Regions from separate parts of the Gasterosteus aculeatus genome. Here region 2 is linked to region 1. Evidence: chromatin contacts called from public Hi-C data. All regions are on one chromosome and are shown on one strand. The core of a region is the stretch at or near the end of the contact, and the rest is flanking DNA. Distances in the headings are between cores, read along the strand shown.

Evidence for each region. A called contact is a pair of places that touch in the nucleus more often than the background predicts.
Region 2: a contact with region 1 is called in a Hi-C map of tail fin, with 6 times the contacts expected there. The contact joins two enhancer-like sites. A contact is called at or near these places in 5 of 6 Hi-C or Micro-C datasets (liver, skeletal muscle, tail fin and 1 more).

The regions. Positions count from the first base shown.
Region 1 is chr11:11,488,071-11,491,795 of fGasAcu3.hap1.1, reverse strand. LOC120827576 (mitochondrial import inner membrane translocase subunit TIM16) reads right to left here. Exons shown (of 31, transcript XM_040190579.2): 3 at 3,698-3,725; 4 at 3,429-3,499; 5 at 2,402-2,588; 6 at 1,338-1,414. Among protein-coding and RNA genes, the nearest start is that of LOC120827576, 11 kb to the right of the region's middle. Within about 2 kb of position 2,120, at least 1 of the 9 cell types and tissues checked has open chromatin away from gene starts, as enhancers often do.
Region 2 is chr11:11,559,463-11,562,940 of fGasAcu3.hap1.1, reverse strand. It overlaps LOC120827576 (mitochondrial import inner membrane translocase subunit TIM16), which reads right to left. Exons shown (of 31, transcript XM_040190579.2): 10 at 2,040-2,094; 11 at 1,891-1,948; 12 at 1,640-1,785; 13 at 1,438-1,536; 14 at 1,262-1,354; 15 at 1,024-1,189; 16 at 741-916; 17 at 541-649; 18 at 350-436; 19 at 67-209. Among protein-coding and RNA genes, the nearest start is that of vasnb, 16 kb to the right of the region's middle. Within about 2 kb of position 1,415, at least 4 of the 9 cell types and tissues checked have open chromatin away from gene starts, as enhancers often do.

The DNA.
Region 1 (3,725 bases), core at 871-3,370:
GGGATTGAAAGGGTTCTTTTGGGTTAAATGACACCAGAGCCCCACAGGGCAAGAACCCCCCCCCCCCCAGGGGCCCCTGGCTCTGATCTTGGCTCACATCCCCCTCCCCGCTTTTCTTCAGGTGCCTGTTTTTTTTTTTTGCAAGGGTTGATTGTAGCTCTGCCGCGGACGATTATCATGTCACGGTGAGCGTCATGATTCGGACAGGGCGTGTGATGGGTGGAGCAATTTGTTTCTTGTCAGCGTGAAGACAAACAACAGGGATCGGACTGACAATCATACCCGTTAATTACCCACATGTGGTAGATTTGTGTGTCAAAGTGTATCCGTCTCAAAAAGGCAAATAAGCTCATCGTGTCTAAAGTATACGACAGAGAGACCTCTGCCTCATTTGAACACCAATCAGTCCGTTTCTGCTTTAAAAAGGCTTTAAAAAAAACAGGGAGAACTTCACTGTGGCGCCCTATCAGTGAGAAACTGCAATAAATTAATCTTGTTAACATCTGCTAATGAATACGTCCCTCCTATGAATCAAATATATTCACGAAGCAACATAGAGTACACTCATAAATTCCTCTGCGCCCTACTCATAAACCCGTACCACCTCCCTACCAGCGAGCCCATCAAGCTGTGTGATTACTTCCTGATGACACAGACGCGAACGGGGGCGAATGAATGCATTAAACCCTGAGGGATACTTTTCTCTTCCTGTGGTCTTCAGGTCCTGATTAGACGTAAACTTGCCCCAGCAAAGAGGAACACAGGGTGTGTGTGTGTGTGTGTGTGTTGGGGGACACGGGGGTCAGAGGTCAGGTGGGGTTGAAGACTAAACAAAATGCGTTGCGTTTATCGTTACACGCAGGCTTGTTCCGTTGTAAGTGACCACGTTAACAAGTTGATAATACGGAAGTCTGCACTGATCACCTTATTAACCGCGGCAAACATTTCCTTCTTCTCCATCATTATCACCGCAATAAAAAAAAAAACTGGTTATCATCTTTCAAAGTTGATTATTTTTGCCCTTTGCTCCCTATTTTCCAATCGAATTCATGATGTGATCCCCACCCTTTTTAACAATGATTACCTAGGTTGACTTTTTAATGAAATGAACCCATATAAAACAGAGCAGCAGTTTCCAATGTGAGGCACGCGCCACAAAGTGAGCCGCTGGCTGCATCTAGTGGTCACAAACTGCTACTACTGCGGTTAGACCAGTACAAAGAATGAGGTTGAGTCCTTCAAAACAGCTTTCTCATTAACCTGCTTTAAAATCAAGGGTGCAGCCATGCACCTCATTGCAGCATTTACATGTGTGCTGCGGTGCCACTTGTTATTACCTTGCAGGAGGAAGCCAGCAGGGAACCGTCCGGTTTCCAGCTCAGACTGTGCAGCTGGTCACCGTGCTGCTCCAGAACTGCAGACACAGACATCATCATTTAGAGTGGAGCGATCGGGGAAATGTCTACAGACACAATGTTCATATTAGACATGGACAAAAAATTAAAAAATAAAAAAAAGGTAAGATGACAACACACACGAATGACGGCACATTTACGGACAAGACAAAAGGACGCGACAGAAAACATCGGGGAGATCACTGCAGGGGAAGTGCGGGGGGGTGGGTGAAGCGATAAATAAAGCGCGTACAATTGAGATAAACAAGAGTGGATCCCGTGTCCTTACGGGTTGGAGCCCAGGAGAGAAACCAGAGGTACGACACGCATGAGGCTACAGCGCCGTTAAGTGAACACAGCTTGTGTGAATCGTTCAATATGACGGCAAATAGGTGAAGAGAGATGAGAGGTGGCCTTGGTAAGACGGGTAAACAAAAAGTGATTTGCTATGAACTTCAAAAAGGAGAAGAAAAGAAAATATGCAAAAAGCTAGATGTTAATCACACAGTCCCTCAACCACATATGAACGAGCAACGAGGGTGATGAAAGGCAGCGCGTGGAGTGGGGGGGGGGGCACAGCTCATGAAAGGTTGGATCAGCAGTGAGCAGCAGCCAGGCCAGCTGTCATGGGAGGGGGGGGGGGGGTTGTGTGTTTGTGGGTGAGGGGAGGCCAGAGGATAGGAACTGCATCCTGAGGCAAGTCCGAGGGAGACTCGGACCAGAACAACTGAAGACATTACCTCCGCTGCTCCAGCACTTAGACAGAGCCACAGGGCTGTAAAACGTAGGAAGTGTCAGTCAGACCGTCCCCGACATTAGACAAGGAAACCAAACCACTCCACACACATAAAATCATGTTGCACGCAGAAACAACGAAGGGCCACAAGAAAAGACAGAGACTCAAATGTTAAATACGGACGGACACGGCGTGTAATGTGTGACGCTTTGTTTTAAACACAGACAGCAAACCCAGGGGAGCGCTGCTCGGGTCGCCCCGCTGCAGATACCTGCTAGTGGTGTGTCCTGGCGGCCCGCGTCCCATATCAGGGGGACCTTGGTGGCCCCCACGGCCAGCAAGCCGGAGGAGGTCGGGTGGAAAAGCACCAGCTCCAGCCTGCCCTGACCTGGACGCAAGGTCAGCTCCGGACTGCTGGGCGGCTGCAGCTCTGGATCACACAAACGCCACAACTTCACCTGAACACACGCGCACACACAGAAAGAGAGAGAGAGAGAGAGAGAGAGAGAGAGAGAGATTCTAATTTAGGGATCCAACAAGTTTCTGACTTTTCTCCATTGCTCTTTTTTGAACATTGCATGGAAATGGTGACAATCTTTCTGGCCCGACAGCATTTATTTTTATTTTTTTAGCCACACCAGGCAAGCCGGAAGAATCCCGAACGGTGCGCGTCTCTAAACGTCAAGATGCAGCGTCGCAGCCTGACGAGAGCTGGTGCGAGTCTCTCGCCGCTACAGCTAAAAGGGCGACAGAGAACTGCGTTTACTCCGGTCTGAGGTTCAACTGCGGATTTCTCGCTGATGCTGGTATACGAGCGCGGATGGAAATGGAAAAGCATTCATTTTAGATTAATTTTGAAACACTCGTGAAACTAAGTGCATTCACTTAGTTTCACTGAAACAATATACTGTGCAGGCAACGGATCAGAGGGATGAGGGAAGCTCGCCGCAGACGCTGCAGACCACTCCGGTGTGTGTGTGTGTGTGTGTATAGTTGGCTCTGTGTGAGGCAACCGTTGTGTGTATTTTCACTGCTCCCTCTGGTAAACCGAGCTGCCCGGTCCGAAGAGGCAGACCCGCTCTCAGCAGATTCCAGTAAGCTCGGGCACCTGTGGCTGAGGATAATGCGCCGGGAGGACGGACCCTTCCAAAAAGGTTTGAATAACACAAAATGGAGCCAGTTCATATCCTCTTCAAAGCGCTGCCAGGAAAAGCAAAGCCTGAGAGGATGGAACGTGGACCAATGTTCATGTAGCCAACAACAAGATCAATACGGGGGAAAGAGAGACGAAATCTCACCGTTTCATCTCCGGAGCACGTTGCCAGGAGACTTTCATCGAACGGAGAAAAGTCCATATCAGTCACCAGATCTGACAGCAGGGAAAACAAATGGAAAACAGTATGTTGTTGTTTTTTTTTTTTAAATAGATCTGGGTCGTAGCTGTCACACTTATTTTCAGAACAAAGACATGAGCATTTGCATTGCTCCCTGAGAAGTTGTGCGTAGGAAAGGGAACAAGGTGGAAGGAAAGGAGAGGACTGTGACGTGATGACTTAACAAACACTACCAGAATGGCAGGAGATCTGCGTGACTGT
Region 2 (3,478 bases), core at 166-2,665, 72 kb before region 1:
ACTGCGGCCAAACAGTTTCATATGATGTTTTATACTTAATGGGGGGTCTGGATCTTGGTCACCCACCTGGTCCTGGTGTCCGGTGAGGAGCTTGACCTGTTCCTCGGCCTCCAGGTTCCACAGTCTGACTGTGAGGTCGTAGGATGAAGACGCCAGGATTCCGCTGGCCAGAGGGTGGAACTCGATGGAGTAAATCTTCTCTGTGTGGCCTAAAAGAGGGCCGGGGGGGGGGGGGGTCAGAGCAGCTGTCAATCAACCCAACTTCTGTTGTTGTTCGTCAAGTCAATCAACAATCTTTTCTAGAGAAGACTGAATTTAGGTAGTTTCGGGTAGTTGGGTTCGGTCCTACCTTGCAAGAGGACCTCAGGCTCAGTCAGGGTCTCTTTCAGCCCTCCCTCTGGCACCTGCCACACCCGGATCTTTGCATCATCACCAGCTGGCAGGGATGGAAAATACAAGAGTCAAATCACGCAGACACACCCACTGCGGCCACACAACGCCGCAGATGGTCACACAAGCCCAGTCTACGCATTCACTCACCCACGGCGAGCCGGTGGGGGTCAAAGGGGTCCCAGGACAAGTCCACCACATTGACAGAGTTTTGGATGGTGGGCAGGGCCGTGTCGGGTAGCCTTCCAGGCTGAGAGCGCTGAGGACAGGACTCAAATCATTCAGTCAATCACATCCAGTACGCAGCGGTCTCACTTTCCACGTGAGCAGATGAAAAAGAGCTGCTGTACCTCACATATGGCGATCTGGCCCCCGGAGATGGCGAGGGGCACTGCCACGCGTTGGCGGTTGACACAGAAGCCGTTGGACTCCCCTGGTGTCGTGAGGTTGAGGCCACGCAGGTTGGTGATGTGCGTCGTCCGGTGCATCACTGCTCCCTGGATGTGACGGAGCTTCGAGGTTTGCCCTGGATGGGAGACAATTCAAACGCAGCACATTTGTCACGGAAAGAAACGTTGCCGTCGAAACAGCGAGATGAAAAAGTGAGAGATTCCCGGGTGTGTTTGTTTGTACCCAGCATGCTCTGGATGGGCCTGGCGCTCGGGCTGGGACCAGGGCTGGGACTGGGGAGGAAGCTGGAGGACAGACCGGAGGCGGAGGATGGAGAGCGGGACGCGGCGGCGCTGCTGCTGGGAGTGCTCAGGGGACTGCTGGAGGTGGAGCAGCCGCGGGCCGGATCCTGTGGAAGCAGCGTTAGGTTAAAGGCGGCCGGTGAAGCCCTGATGGTCGCTAACACAGAAGCCCTTTATACCTCCTTGCTCCCTCCACTGGCCGGCTCCTTCTTTTTCGCTGGCGCAGCCTTGGTTTTGTGCTGTTTGTCTGGATTCAGGCTGACCTTCTCCACCTGAGGACAAACAGAGGCGACAGTTGGAGGCGTCCCTCCGCTGTGACGACAGGAAAAACTGGTTGGGAGCGTGGAGCGTTTACCTGCTTGTTCCCTCCCTTCCACCACTCCTCGGCAGACATGGCTGGAGTCGTGCCCACTGTGTCCGGGTAAAGGTCTTCGTGAAACTCCTGGTTTGAATTCTGCGAGACAAGTGCGCGCAAGCAGGAGGACGTGAAAAAACGACACGCACTTCGCTTGCAGATGTCGTGATTGTGCAGCCGCGGTTTCTGTGCAGGTACGCACCTTGCGAGGGACTTGATAGCTGATTGGCACAATGCAGCCGTCCGTCAGCTGGAGGACACGCATCACCTCGCAGGACAGGACATCCAACGCCGCCTTGGGTACCGCGGCGGCGCCGCGCGTTGAGGTGTCCGTCAGGCAGTGGCTCACTGCAAGCGAGAATATGCACAGAAAAAGAGGAAAGTGAGGGATCAAACCCTGGGAGGCAGAGCTGGAACAAACCGGCCCGACGGATGAACCAGGAGCAGCTTTACCTTGCGAGAAGAAAGGCTCGGACGCAGATACTTCGAAGCAATCGATCGCCGTGTCTCCCTGTGTGAGAGAGCACATCGTTCATTCATTCATTCAAAACGCTTCCACAGATGCGTCACCTGCTCAGAACACAGAACAGACTGTCTCTCACCTTTCCAGCCAGTACGAGCAGCCCAGTGTCCTCATCGAACAGAGGGATCAGCATCCTGAATGCAAAGAGACAAGAGACGTTCAAATAATGCCCAGAAACATCTCAACAAGTCAGAGAGCCGCAGGTTTTTACCAAAAAGGCCACTAGATGGAGCAGTGTTCTTAGGTCAGGCTGGATTGAGTGAGATCATACAGGTTGTTGTTGTTTTCCACCGATCTCTATTGGCAGTTTGAGAAAACTGTCAAAAGAAATTACAGCGAAACAAAAGCATTGGCAGGCACTCACTGACTCATCACTCAAATTAATTGGATTTAAATTCCTTGGCGTTTATAGCCTGTGGTAAGATCAATACAGCATTAAACCCCGTGAGGAATGAAACAATTCACAATGGTCAACAATAAAAAGTTGAACACACAAAATACTTTGTATGGATATAAAAATGTGGATCGAAGAGGTACGAATAATTAAACCACAGCCCATAAAAGTTGTTTAAGATGTTTAAAAATATAACACTGTCAGCTCCTCTTGAGCCCTCGGGACGGTTGTTCCACTGGCTTGGAGCCAAATAGCTGGAAGCTGCGTCGCCAAAGCCTTTCATGGTTTCAATATTCAAAGCAGACACTTTGTGTCGTATGACAAAATCCATGGATATTTTTGTTCACAATTGCAATTAATATGAAAAACGGTTTCAGCTCGGCCTCAAACCTTCACCCATAATAAACCAAGGCCACAGTCGCCCGCTTCCTCTTGAGGTAAGACGACTGAGGAATGAGGGAACTCAATGAGCTTTAGAGTCGATGGGGGAAAACAAGTGGGCTTTAGTAAATAACCCAACCAGGAAGTAATGGCTTAGACAGAAGCGGACTGAAACGTCTCCCTCTCCCTGTCTCTCTGGAATCTGTCAGTCTGTCCCCGTTGACAAGAGCAGAAAAGAGGGAAGAGAGGGGCGGCTGATCCGGCGGCGCCAAAGAGCGGCTGATGGGAGGGTCGAGGTTCACTCCATCACTAAAAACCGGCTGCCACGAGTCTGTGGCCGTAATGTCTCGCATCCTTCTATTGGGTTCACGAATGTTGTCCAAAACTACGCTAACTTTTGTTACATTTCGGGAAGTAGTTTTGCTCTTTGGTAAAATAGGTTTATGATTGGAAAAGGCGTTAATTAGGATTTTTGGTGAACTAGCTTGCCAAGTGAAAATGGTCTAGAAAAAAAAGTTGAAATGATCTGTTTACTGTATTTGCCTGAAAGCCCGCTTTAATTTGATATTTTACAGCCAATTATTGAAAAAGAAGGATTTAGAAAGACTTTGCTGCCTCAAAGGGAAGAACAGATGTATGAAGCACGGTTACAGATATTTACATTGATGTTCTGCTTTTACTGAGACATTGTGTCTAGTAGTCACCTTGATTGATGCCAAGCATCTGTCCTTCACAGATATAGG